Linked DNA regions of Mus musculus: region 2 is linked to region 1. A link is a contact called in public HiChIP or PLAC-seq data. All regions are on one chromosome and are shown on one strand. The core of a region is the stretch at or near the end of the contact, and the rest is flanking DNA. Distances in the headings are between cores, read along the strand shown.

Region 1 (2,820 bases), core at 149-2,648:
TGAACATGCCTGCTTATGCGCATGCACTTTCAGGCTGGAGTTCAGCCTGGGGCCTTGTTTCTCGGGAGCCAAACCTTATTTTTTAAGAGAGGAACTCTCACTGGGCTCTAGGCTGCCAGGCTAGGATCCTCCTGTCTTTGCATCCTCAGCAATTATTTTATTTATTTATTTATTTATTTATTTATTTATTTTTATTTTTTTCTTATTTTAATTTATGTAATGTATGAGTGTTCTACTGCATATGCATCTGCAGTCCAGAAGAGGGCATCAGATCGCTCTATAGATAGTGTGAACCGCCATGTGGTTGCTGGGATTTGAACTCAGGACCTCTGGAAGAACAGCCAATGCTCTTAACCACCGAGCCATCTCTCCAGCCCCAGCACTGGATTTCTAAGCGTGCTACCACACCCAGGTTTTCCCATGGGTTCTGGGGATCAAACTATAACCCTCTTTGAGCACAGCAGCATAGACTGGGCACCTCCCCAGCCCTTAGATATCACTGCAGGCTACAGACTGAGCACCTCCTCAGCGCTTAGATGGTACTGCAGATTTACCATGTTCGAGGACAGCACTAAATACTCCCCATCCTTAGAGACTAGCTTTGCTCATGAACATGGAAACTGAGCCATAGCCTTCTGGTGCCTACCAAGCAACCACACGCTTGTCTGTCATTTCCTCTGTGTATCTGTCTAGTGAAGACCATGCATTAAGCCTCAGGTGGGGGTATAATCAGGTGCCATTGATTTCACAGTAGTGAGGGTTTCCCATGGACATGGATGCAGGGCAGACTCGGTCTCATCTGGAGAGAGTTTCTGAGGTTCCCTCTAAAGCCTCCACCATCAAGACAGACAGAGAGTATAACCTAATGCAGAGCTACTGTCAGCCAAGGCCCTGGGAGCTGGAGTGGTAATCTCTAAGGGTGGTTGTCTTTTGTTCGAGTTATCTTGTTTTAGTTAACTTTTGGGACAGTCTCGGTATGTGGCCTAAGCTGACCTAGAATTTGTGATCTCCATGTCAGAATTATGGGTGTGTGCCACCACATCTGGCTGCTGTGTTTACTTCTGTCCATTCAGTCAACGCCAACAAGAGGGATGGTACCTATTTGGTCCCCTGGCCCTTTAGCACTGAATCTACATGTGGAGTATTGTGGTCTAGATCCTCTGACTCACTGGGCTATTTCCTGAATGGCCTGGGCTATAGAATAAGGGATACCTTGGAGATACGAAGGCTTATTGTGTAGTGTGTTAATGATGCACACTCTCCTTTGTTCCCTCCTTCCTGCTCCTCCTCTTCTGTCTTTTAATAATTAGAAACTTCTTGTAGGTAGAAGCTGCAGTTCTCCTAGATTGACCCCAGGGTCAACTGATAGTCAATGCCAGCAGCCAATGGCGCTCAGGAACCAAGGCCAGATGCAGCTGTCTATCATTCACAGATTAGATAGTGGTTGCCTTTTCTGGCACTTTTATCTGAATGGACTGGAGCACCCATTGTGCTCTCTGATTAGGTCTCAGCTCCCACAGTGTACAAGGCTTGCTTGCTTCAACCTCTCTGTGCAGTATTCCTGACAGTGTCAGAGCTCAGCATAAAATACTTCTGGAAACTTCCTGCTGAACATCCTTGCAGCAAATAAGAGGACCCAGGCAGGACATCCATGAGAGTCAGCATCCCAACCTGCCTTTTGAGAAGAGATGGATAACAAAGCTTTATTAATCCTACTAACATATCTATTGCTATATTTATTTTTGGCAATATTTTAACATGAAAAATTCAAATATGTGTCAACATTTAACTCATCTTACTAGAAGCACTCCTACTGTCTAGGACATTCCATCAGATTCTACTATGAATTTACCAGTTTAACTTTTTTGAGACAGGTTTCACCAGGTAGTCCAGGCTGGCTTCAAACTCATAATCCTCCTGCCTCAGTCTCTCAGATGCTGGGATCACTACCAAGACTTGTTCTTGAAGCATGTCTGGTTACTTAGCCCACATTAGTCATTTGTCTGCACTGTGACATGGTCCTTGAGATTAAACACGGGGAGGGGCTTCTTTTCACATTTCCAGAGAGTTCTGCCAGTTGGCTCCCTTGCTTTAGACCCATGGCAAGGCAGAAACATCGTGGAGGAAAAAGCATGGTGGAAAAGGCCACTCACTTCATGGCATCCAGGAAGCAGAGTCAGGAAAGGGCTGATGACAGTCAAGGCAGGTCTGCCGTGACTCCAGCCAGGGCAGCATCCTAGCTCCCTCCATCTTCTGATAATGTCAGCAAGTTATGAATCCATCAATAGATTAATCCATTACTAGGTCAGAGGCCCAGGATCCAATGACTTCTCTGACTAGAGCCATCAACTGGGGACCAAGCCCTCCCCATGTGAGTTTTTGGAACATGCCTTGAGTCCAAACCACAGCACAGCCTCTCCAAATGTAGACATGCACCCTGTGATTGTCATCATCACCTATCCTTCCTCACCTGACACCTGTGACCTTGTAGAGGAATGTCTGCCAGTCCCAGGTCCCAGAGTGACTAAGAGGGACATCCCATAGCCTTTAAAAACTACAGGCCAAATCATGATTCCCAGAGTCATGGACAACCCCAGTCCCTGGGCATCCCACGTGCTCATGACTGCTTCGGCCTCAGCCTCCCATCCCAGATGTCTGGGAGTGCTCAGAACTCAGGGCCTCTTGGAGGAAGATGTTCTCTGCTCACCGTTTCTCAAGTCTGCACATTTTGTTCCCAGAATTCTTTGCTTCTCATTAGAGGATGGGCAGACAGGGATTCCTGTAATAATTTCAGTGTTGGTTGTGGGACCAACTACACTG
Region 2 (2,820 bases), core at 237-2,736, 200 kb after region 1:
CCCTTCCCCTTCCCCTTCCCCTTCCCCTTCCCCTTCCCCTTCCCCTTCCCCTTCCCCTTCCCCTTCCCCTTCCCCTTCCCCTTCCCTTCCCTTCCCTTCCCTTCCCTTCCCTTCCCTTCCCTTTCCTTCCCTTCCCTTCCCCACACCGTACTGATGGAAATAAATGGTCTTCTAAGGGAAGGGGATTGCAAAATGGCCTTTGAAAAGTGTCATCAGTTAGACAATTGAAAGGTATCAGGTACTGGCTTTGGAGGCCAACTTGGTCATTTCCAGCTCTACTATTCACAGGTACATGGTCTGGCCACATAGTCCACCCTTTACCTCTTTGAACCTTGACTCTGTCCTGTATCAAATAAAAATAATACTTAGATAACCTGCCTCCTGCAGAGAACTGGGTACATTAAACAAGGTCATAATCCATTGTGTCTGAGGTTACCCGTTGGCATCCAGGTACCCACCCCCGCCCAGACATACACACTTGTGTAATCATTGTGAATCTATGTGTGTGATCATGCATGTGCATGAGTGTGTGTAGAGACCAGATGTCAATATTGAGTGTGTCTTCCCTAGTCTCTCTTCATTTTATTCTTTTTAACGATTTACTTTCATTTGATGTGTCTGAGGGTTTTGACTGAGTATATGCATGTGCCATGTACATGCTGGTACCCACAGCGGGTTTGGGACCCCGTGGAACTGGAATTACATATGGTTGTGAGCTGCCATATGCTTGCTGGGAAGCAAATCTCTGCAAGAACAACAACCACTTTTGGCCACTGAGTCGTTGTCTTTCCAGCATCTCCACCTTCTTTACAAAAGCAGGGTCACTCAAGGAAATTGGAACTTGTTGATTTAACCGAGCTGGCTGGTGAGAGCCAGGGTTCCTCCTATCTCTACCTCCCTAGCACTGGGATTAGAGGCTCTGCCTAGCTTTCTTTTGGTGTTGTTTTTGCTTTTGTGTTTTAAATAGGGGCACTGGGTATCAAGCTCTGGACCTCCTGCTTGTACTGCAAGCATCTTACTGACTGAGCCACTGCCCCCTGACTTGTCTAGTTTAGCCTTCAACCCCATTCCACAGTGGCTCTTTACTTCCTTTCAGAGTCTGGCTCTCAACAAGCTGGCTCCAGACTGACTACACAGTTACTCAGTCAAACCCTTGACCCTTTTCCCCATCACTCCTTATTGCTGCCTGGAGTTCCACTCTCCTTGAAAACCAGTATCACTTCCATTCTTGCTGGTAAAACCTTGGCCCACCTACAGCGACTGCCTCTGCAGTCAGAGGCCACCACACCACTGTGTGCACTACTTGGGCTTCTGGCTGGGACCCTGCCACTCGTCCTTCCTTTCTCAGTCTCAGTTACTAAGGCCCTAGACAGACTTGTGGATCATCACCGCTTCTTAATTCTCACAGGGGACATCTGCATCTCTGAAAGGATCCTGGAGAATGATTCACATTGCCAAGATTCCTGAAAGGGTGACAAAGAAGGATGTCCGGCCTGTCTGTTGACCCGGGGCAGGTCACTGGTGGTGTCACTAAGTCCAAGGCAGTTTCTCTGAGTGTGGCTTTTGCTCTCGCCTTCTGCCTCACAAAACAGCCATTTATGTTGACTGTGCTGGCTATAAACTCCTGAGATAGTTACTCATCTCTTTCCTGGATAGATAGGTGTGCTGAAGGATGACTAACTGTAGCCCTGCCCTTTACCCATGAGCAATGTCGGTGGTCCAGGAGACCAGGTGCATGCCTCCTCACTCTGATGTGTCTGACCCAAGGGCGCCTAGAAATTCCGAAGTCTGAAAAGCCAGTGGTAGCTTTGGAAGAAGAATGGAAGCAGCAAGCACAGGTCTTCCTGTTTTTCTTTTTGCCAAAATAAACCCCCAGCTTGAAGTGACTTAAGGAGGGGACCCAAGCAGAACAGATAGATGGTTAGACCCAAGGTGCATATGGGCGCCCAAGTCTTGCTCTACCAAGTCTGTCTTCCCCTGAGTAGCCCTGTCCTTCTTCTGCTTTTCTGTCACAGAGACGATGATATCTTCCAGAAGCTTCTGGTCTACACCGTCTCTCTCAGCAGGCCACAGAGAGCGGACACTTTCCATTGACCAGAAATCCCTGAGCCAGTGAGTGTGACCTGAGAACTGGGATGTCTGCGGAGCAAGGTCCTATGCCTCAAAGGGTTGGGGAAGACGTCATTTCAGGGAGCTGAGCATTGGTGGCAATGGGTGGGAGTGCTACCTGATCCATGTGACCTGAGGGTGGAGGAAGGGTGGTTCCCCCAAGCAGAGTCAAGAGGCTATTATGAAAGGAGGGATGAGTTAGGTCTTAAACAATACCCATCACAGAGGTGGGGCAGGAGAGAGAATGTAGGAGAAAAGGCAAGACTGCTAAGGATCACAGCCATTTATACGGGGAAGAAAGAGACCAAACACAATTATGAACAGGCATGGTGGGGCCCAACTGTAACCCCCAAGGAAGCTTAGGCAGGGGACTGACACCCAAGGGCAGTATTCAGCATATATGGTACAGTGGATTACAGTGGTCATAAAGAGAATGGAATTATGAGGCCTGAGGCACGGATGAGCCCTGGGAACAAATACGATTCCATCTTGATGTGGTACTTAGAGCAGTCGGGTTTGTACAGACACAAAGAACTGTGTCTTCCGGGGGCTTGCAGGGGAGAATGGGAAATTGTTTGATGGTCTATTAAATGTGTTGCATAATTCAGGTTTTAAAACATGGGATGGTTTGGGGAGGTGGATAACGGCAATGGTTGTACAAGAGGAAATGTCCTTAAAGCTGTCAAACATAGCATTAAAGATGGTTAAAAT

What was found. HiChIP or PLAC-seq counts read pairs in DNA pulled down with a chosen protein or histone mark.
Region 2: a contact with region 1 is called in an H3K27ac HiChIP or PLAC-seq map of trophoblast stem cells, with 3 times the contacts expected there. The contact joins two enhancer-like sites. A contact is called at or near these places in 4 of 115 datasets of contacts at active chromatin or transcription factors (embryonic stem cells, extraembryonic endoderm stem cells and trophoblast stem cells) and 2 of 9 other capture datasets (adipose tissue and liver).

The regions. Positions count from the first base shown.
Region 1 is chr7:123,243,578-123,246,397 of GRCm38.p6, forward strand. The region is part of intron 6 of Slc5a11 (solute carrier family 5 (sodium/glucose cotransporter), member 11); the gene reads left to right. Among named protein-coding and RNA genes, the nearest start is that of Slc5a11, 30 kb to the left of the region's middle. Within about 2 kb of position 1,399, at least 7 of the 459 cell types and tissues checked have an H3K27ac peak or open chromatin away from gene starts, as enhancers often do. A contact at or near this core is called in trophoblast stem cells, where this site is marked.
Region 2 is chr7:123,444,400-123,447,219 of GRCm38.p6, forward strand. No RefSeq gene overlaps it. Among named protein-coding and RNA genes, the nearest start is that of Aqp8, 16 kb to the right of the region's middle. Within about 2 kb of position 1,487, at least 10 of the 459 cell types and tissues checked have an H3K27ac peak or open chromatin away from gene starts, as enhancers often do. A contact at or near this core is called in trophoblast stem cells, where this site is marked.